2 separate regions of the Salvelinus alpinus genome follow, and region 1 is linked to region 2. A link is a contact called in public Hi-C data. All regions are on one chromosome and are shown on one strand. Each heading gives the region's core, a stretch centred on a gene start, on an enhancer-like site or on the middle of the called end of the contact. The rest is flanking DNA. Distances are from core to core; before and after follow the strand shown.

What was found. A called contact is a pair of places that touch in the nucleus more often than the background predicts.
Region 1: a contact with region 2 is called in a Hi-C map of muscle, with 13 times the contacts expected there. The contact joins the promoter of plk2b here to the promoter of LOC139545249 in region 2. A contact is called at or near these places in 3 of 3 Hi-C or Micro-C datasets (liver, muscle and red muscle).

What each region holds. Positions count from the first base shown.
Region 1 is chr19:29,203,691-29,207,936 of SLU_Salpinus.1, forward strand. plk2b (polo-like kinase 2b (Drosophila)) reads right to left here and starts at 1,612. Exons shown (of 13, transcript XM_071352836.1): 1 at 1,371-1,612; 2 at 1,101-1,208; 3 at 863-979; 4 at 504-633; 5 at 135-318; 6 at 1-11. The coding sequence starts at 1,562.
Region 2 is chr19:29,040,324-29,044,147 of SLU_Salpinus.1, forward strand. It overlaps LOC139545249 (mesoderm induction early response protein 3-like), which reads right to left and starts at 2,403. Exons shown (of 13, transcript XM_071352829.1): 1 at 2,303-2,403; 2 at 1,539-1,563; 3 at 1,100-1,245; 4 at 1-135. The coding sequence starts at 2,311.

The DNA of each region.
Region 1 (4,246 bases), core at 362-2,861, 160 kb after region 2:
GCATGGTGTACCTGGAGAACGGAGGGGAGATTTAGTTGGTGACTGGTTGTCATAACAGTGTATTTACATATGGAATGGAATTTTACAGAGCAGTCTATTGACAAAAAACTCTAAATAAAATAGAATGTACTCACATGACACAACCCAGGGCCCAGACGTCTGATTCACAGCCGTGGCCCTGCTTGTTGAGCACCTCAGGGGACAGGTAGTTGGGTGTCCCACAGATGGTCTTCCTCCTGTTACCAGCAGGCTCTAGCTTGGCAGCCAGCCCAAAGTCTCCCACCTTCAGCTCCATCGACTCACTCACAAAGAAGTTACCTAGGAGGGGAGAAGACGATTACAAATATTATACCATTTACTGAGTCATCAATAACATAAATTGGTTGGTTTACAGATTGACAGGTGAAGGTTGCAGGTTTGAATCCCTCTGCACAGTGCTTGGCAAAGCCAATTGAATGATAATGACTCTGGCTTCTATTGTGTCTCTTGCCATAGATGCTTACCAAGTTTGAGGTCTCTGTGTAGGATATCTTGTTCATGCAGGTACTTCAGCCCTGAGACGATCTGACGGAGGTAGTATCGCACTTCAGGCTCTGTGAGCACTTTGCGTGCCTTCAGGATATGTGCCAAAGACTGTACAAAGATAACATGGGAATAAATATTAGATCAGTCAAGGCAGTCTATGGAAAATAAGAACATCTCTTTCACATTAGCCAGAGATGGTATTATTTTTTGTTTCCCCATTTTATGTCTGCTGCCCAGTAAGGGCTGTAGTTTTGAGGTGCTGCTACTGTATGCAGGAATTTCTCAGTCCAGTTCAGTAATAAAGGCTTAGTATTCAAGTGTAGCAGTTAACACTCACTCTTCTACTGCAGTATTCCAGGAGGATGTAGATGTTATCTTTATCCTCGAAATGATGGTAAAAGTGCACGATGTGTTTATGGTGGAGAACTCTGTGTAGCTCGATTTCCCTATCAATCTATGGAGAAGATATATCATAGTGATTATTAAAAGCAATTAATTAACCAAAAGTCCTGGACATTCAGTTTCAATCTATATAGACATTATAATACATGATGAATAGTGGTGCGCGCTCTTACCTTTTCCCGTTGGTGCGGTTTGGAGACGCGCGTGTGGGGAATAATTTTCGCTGCATAAACTTTACTCGTGGACAGGTCGGTCATCTCATAGCACTTGGCGAAACCTCCCTGAAAATAAAATAACACAATCATATTGATAAGCATATTTACCAGGTTCCTTTAAAGTGTCCATGCTTTGGAATAACAGTGTACTATTCCCAAAGTAGACAGTTATAAAGAACAGTTTATCTTTGCGTAATTTGCGTGTTTCTGTAATTCACTGATGGCTACCTTTCCCAGAACTTTCCCACGGCAGTAACATTTCCCGGTGGCAGGATCCGTGATAATCTTCGACATCTCTGCAGGTGCATGACCGTGGTCCTCAGTTCTCTTTCTCCGCAGTTCACAGGAACCGGGTTGGTTGGGCTCGTACATCCTGTTGCTATTCGTCGGCTGTTGAGAGATATTCCTCAGTAATTCCATAGTGAGGTGATGACTTCGTTGCTCGTACTCTGAATGCAGTCAAGAGTGCTTGGGTTTATATGCAGCCTGGTCTCATTGACTAGCCAGAATGACATCGTAGGCCCCGCCCCTTTGTCTGGCTGGCTCTACGACGTCACTCTAGAGGTCAGGTAGAGCTCCCTCACAGTCAGGACTGGCATGTCAATGACTGGTGTTTATATGCTAACGATAAAGGAAAAGGCTTGGATAAAATGAAAAATATTTACCCAATCTTGCAATGCTAAATATTAATAATCATCATCATTATAATCTTCATCATTACCATTACATCATCATCAACACCATATACTCAGTGTTAAGGTGTTTATATACCACACTTATATCAAGCACAAGCAAAATCTTGATAACAACTAATCAAATCTGATAGTTGGGTGAATCAGTGATGAAAACCAAATGGTTAAATCATGTGTTCTGTATGTACAGTATTAATCAATCAATCAATCAATCAATCAAATGTATTTATATTACCCTTTTTACATCAGCCAATGTCACAAGTGCTATACAGAAACCCAGCCTAAAACCCCAAACAGCAAGCAATGCAGAAGTTTATTTATTTATTTAACTAGGCAAGTCAGTTAAGAACAAATTCTTATTTACAATGACCGCCTAGGAACGGTGTTCAGGGGCAGAACAACAGATATTTACCTTGTCAGCTTGGGGATTCGATCTAGCAACCTTTCTGTTACTGGCCCAACACTCTAACCACAAGGCTACCTGTTGCACCATGTAGAAGCATGGGGGCTAGGAAAAACACCCTAGAAAGGCAGGAACCTAGGAAGAAACCTAGAAAGGAACCAGGCTCTGAGGGGTGGCCAGTCCTCTTCTGGCTGTGCCGGGTTGAGATTATAACAGTACATGGCAAAGATCTTCAAATGTTCATAGATTACCAGCAGGGTCAAATAATAATAATAATCACAGTGGTTGTAGAGGGTGCAACAGGTCAGCACCTCAGGAGTAAATGTCAGTTGGCTTTTCATAGCCGAGCATTCAGAGTTAGAAACAGCAGTATGTGTTGTAAAATCATATACATTGCTACAGCACATATAAATTCTACAAAATTGTGAGTGTAAATTAATACAACTGTGGCTTTCTGCCACTCTGATTTTAATTTGAGGTTCTAGCACCATCAGGTGGTTATTTTACAGTCCTCCAGGTTGGAATACAGTTTTACGATCTGCCAGTATGTCAGAGCAGATTACCATAGTTCCTGGGCACAGCCATGGGTACTCTGTGGTGTACAGCAGAGCCCTCTGCAGGCTTTAGATCTGTGGGTTATGATCACATTGACCCAGGCTCCCAGTGGAGACCGTGTGCCGCCTTGATTTCCAAATGGCACCCTATTCCCTACATAACACACTACTTTTGACAAGATACCGATGGGCCCTGGTAAAAAGTAATGCACTATATAAGAAATAGGGTGCCATTTGGGATGTACAACCTTCCCACCTCCTGTGTGACTGCTTCTGTCTGCTGACTAAGGGGGAGACATGCACAACAGGAGTTGGCTTAAGAATTTGCCCGTGCTTCCCTCACTGGTCTACTACTGTTCCTCTGCTCTCTCCTGCCTGCTTGGCATGTGGAAAGACAATACAATTAACGTGCCTTTTTAGTTAGAGGGGATGATATGATATGAAGTCAGACAAATGCTGTGCTCTCTACTGTATGTCCTGCTCTAATCTCTATATCATTGCGCACTGGCCAGTGCAGTGATCAGCTTGGATAACTAATGCTCTTCTAGCTTTTTCCATAGTAGCCTCCTGTAACTCAGTGGAAGTGAAAATGACTAGGCCAACAGAATGGACATTTTATAACACAATAACCCAGCTGGGAACAAAAAACATTGTCAACATCATCCAGAAAATAGAATTGTATTAATTTCTCTCAGTTTGCAACCTTACTTTCACACCACAGTGGGAAAGACTAATTTACATAATTACTTCAAATGCTCTGCATATTTGTTCTCACAGGACATACAGTATCTGGCACCTGGTTTAATTACAGTGTAAGGACATGTTTATAATTCCCTTCCTTTACATGTGACCAATGAAGCTTGGCACACACCTCACCCTTCATATATTGTTCAATAAATCAACAAACTGCTCTTGCTAGTATTACAATGTGTGGATGAAGCTCTTAATTTGGCATTAGTGAAAACACGAGATGAACTGCTACAAAAAAGACCCACTAAAGCTAAAGAACACTCTGTAATGTTCACCTCCACATATACTTTGAACTCGCGCAAAGTGGGAGATGCTGTCAAGAAACACGGGCATGTTTTATGATCAGACCCAGCTTTGCCAACTGAATTTAAGAATCCACGATTTATTGTATATAGGAGGTAGCAATTTACACGAGAAATTGGTCCATGCCAACTGCCAGCCACAAAAGAAAATGAGCCGGGCTCTTTAACGCCCTCTTCCGAATGGTAACTATAAATGCAGAGGTTGTGCACAGTGCAACAATATAATGAAGTGTGAATGTTTCTGCCACCCACATACAAGAAAACGGTTCCAAATAAATGACGTTATTACATGCTCTACCACCCATGTTATTTACCTTATTAAATGTCCATGTGGCCTGTGTTCTGTAGGTAAAACCTCTGGTTCTCTCAAACAGACAATTAGTGAACGTAATAGTTCAATCAG
Region 2 (3,824 bases), core at 1,153-3,652:
CTTGTCCAAAGTCATGTCTGGCAGTTCATCCGTCAGCTCCCCAGAAGAGCTGTCCATGCTGGATCCTGCAGCCGTACTGACAGACGCCTCGTAGCGGTAGATGGCCAGCAGTTCCTCCAAGGGCATGTTCCCCTCCTGTTACAACAAATAGAAATCATATTAGACCATGTCTTTACAATCAAAATCATGATATTTAATGTCTGCTATGTGAAGAATGGTTAGCCAAAAAGTTCCATGACACAGTGTCTGTTTCCATAATAACACAGAACATAGTCATGTATACATTATGCTTCCCCCCCAGCCTATAACATGTTATTAATTGAAGTAGGGAAGTAAGTGGTAATTCAAGCATAGACAGAATTAAAAATATTCCAATAAAAATGACAACTACAATGCCTGTCTAAAAGAAAGGAAACAGTACATTAATTTATATTATTAGCCAACCTAGCTACAGATTGTAACACCAGATAATGTGATTTAATGGGAAAAAGATGTGTACCATTATGCTGGTAATTACAGGTGTGGATATTAAAAAACATTATCAGAGATTTTTCCAACTAACCTGGTATTGGCGATACCATCTTTGTCCTCGATTCGTGGAAAAAGGAGTCTCATAAAATGCCTGTGTCCAGTTGCAGTGGGTCCGTTTGAATTCAGAAAATGCTCTATTAAAATAAATAAAATATTTTGGTTCATGAAGTAATCCAACAATGTGTATGCCGCCATCTTGTCCATTTCAAGTCTTTTCACATTGATCGAGACAGGGCTGTCTGTCATGCAGCACTTTGGGGGTGGACACACCTGTCTCAATTAATGAGAGAAGACTTGAAATGGACAAGGTGGCGACGTACACATTGTTCGATTACTTAATGATCAACATTATTTTGATAGCAGAGCATTTTCTCAAATCAAACGGACCCCGTGCAACTGGATGCATCCATTTTACGAGACTCCTGTTTCCACCAATCGCTAATACAAGGTTAGTTCATCTCTGCTGATGTTTTGTATAGTCACACCTGTAACTACCAGTATAATGGTAAAAAAAGTTGGGTTAAATCACATTATCTGGTGTTACAATCTGGAGCTATAGCCAACCGACCTTCTCTAGATCGGCTATCTCTGAGTTGAAGTTTTTCTCGCCCTCAAATGACTCTTCCTCCTCCAAAGTCCTCTCATCGTCATATTCATGAACAAGCATCTCGGCTGACGGATCGAAGTCATGATCTTCCGACGACAAAGAGCCAACTGTGGAGTGAAAACTATTTTAGAATGCAGTTTAAAGGCACGGTTACAAGGACAACCGCAAATAAATTAAGATACTCTTGGCAAAACTGGCAATGCCACTGCTTGTCAATACCATTGGCGCACCCACAGCATAATTAAATGATTTACATAATTTACAATAATTACTTTCTTAATAAATATTTTATACATGTATTTAGCTACATGGTATCAAAACATTAACTGAATATAAAATGGACATGTCATATTCATAATTTCACATTCAAATTCCATAAAAAAAATAATTCCGACATTACCTGGGCTCGAACTCCCGAAGGAAGCCTGTTTAGAAGAACAAAAATATAATAGCACCAATTAAGCAATTTAAAATCTGTGAATATTACTGTTACACGTTCGAAAATCTTTTTTCTTTACAGCAGACATTGTCAATAATATCCAGCAGGATAAATAAATAAACAGAGCTGCATTTTTCCGCAACCTGAAAACACATACCGAACGCACAGCGGTTTATTTAATGTTATAGAATTTGAATATTAAGTAGCAATATGATACCATTTGGATGTGGCACGCAAAATAACATCAAGGCCCCTATATCCAGTTTTGTGTACTGCCAATGCTCTGAAATTAGCGTTAAAGCTAACCTTATTGACAATAAAAAACAATTATTGTTTAGCCTCTGTACACGGTAACCTAAAACTGTGAACAATTCACCAGTTATAGGCGATGTTTTTGTTTTTACACAAGAACCGAAAAACACAATCGCAATTAATTGCAAATCAAGTCTATTTATTTTTCTTCCCACATCAAATTGGCGTTTGAGTCTGCCCAGTAGACGTTAGCAAAGCAGCTGAGAGCGAACAGGCCTTGTCGTGAAGGATCGGTGTATACATTCAAACATATTTTAGAGGGATATTTGCGGCAATTTTGACACAAAACCACAAATATAGAACAAAAACATCTTAATCTATGTAATCGATTACATTTAAATAGAAAGTTAGCAACACACATTTTCTAAACATCGATTTAAAATCTGATGCTTCTCCCCTGTTTTCCCTCTTACCTCCGCCATATTGGTACCTTTAGCTCGTTCCAGCGCAGTACCCGGATAGAGTCTCTGAACCAATCAGAGATCCAGGTAACAGTAGTCGTGACGTCTTTCAAACTAAAGACTGGTAGGCTAACTACAGTCAAAATCTAGCCAGGAATGTTACTGTAAAAATTGACTGGGATAAAAATGTACTGATTGGCAAACGTTCAATTGGTTTGTATTAATTTGAGATCCGTCAGAAACCACTATCCAAGCAGATACTGTTGAATAACTTCTGAAATTACTATTCATAATGTTGAATTTCCTTTTCCTTGAATAGATGAAAATCATGCAATTTACTAAATGTACTACAACTAAATCAGACAATGTCAATTCAGGTAAACCAGTTAACAGGCCATTTCCATAGTCCCTACCCTTTGCAGACCCAAATTACAAAACCAGCAGGGGGCACAGCTGAACTACTATAGATCGAGTCTCTCTCTCAATTCAATTCAATTCAAGGGGCTTTATTGGCATGGGAAACATGTGTTAACATTGCCAAAGCAAGTGAGGTAGATAATATACAAAAGTTAAATGAACAATAAAAATGAACAGTAAACATTACACATACAGAAGTTTCAAAACAATAAAGACATCACAAATGTCATATTGTATATATACAGTGTTGTAACAATGTACAAATGGTTAAAGTACACAAGGGAAAATAAATAAGCATAAATATGGGTTGTATTTACAATGGTGTTTGTTCTTCACTGGTTGCCCTTTTCTTGTGGCAACAGGTCACAAATCTTGCTGCTGTGATGGCACACTGTGGAATTTCACCCAGTAGATATGGGAGTTTATCAAAATTGGATTTGTTTTCGAATTCTTTGTGGGTCTGTGTGATCTGAGGGAAATGTGTGTCTCTAATATGAACATACATCTGGAAGGTGGTCAGGAAGTGCAGCTCAGTTTCCACCTCATTTTGTGGGCAGTGTGCACATAGCCTGTCTTCTCTTGAGAGCCAGGTCTACTTTTGGAGGCTTTTCTCAGTAGGAATGCTATGCTCACTGAGTCGTTCCTTAATTTTGGGTCAGACCCGGTGGTCAGGTATTCTGCCACTGTGTACTCTCTGTTTAGGGACAAATAGCATTCTAGTTTGCTCGTTTTTTTTGTTAATTCTTTCCAATGTGTCAAGTAATTATCTTTCTTTTTTCTCATGATTTGGTTGGATCTCTCTGTAGGTGATGGCTTTGTTAAGGATGGTTTGGGAATCGCTTCCTTTTCGGTGGCTGTAGAATTGAATGGCTCTTTTCTGGATTTTGATAATAAAAGGGTATCGGTCTAATTTTATTCTGCATGCATTATTTGGTGTTTTACGTTGTACACTGATGTTTTTGCAGGATTCTGCATGCAGAGTCTCAATTTGGTGTTTGTCCCATTTTGTGAATTCTTGGTTGGTGAGCGGACCGCAGACCTCACAACTATAAAGGGCAATGGGTTCTGATTCAAGGATTTTTTAGCCAGATCCTAATTGGGATCTCAAATTTTGTGT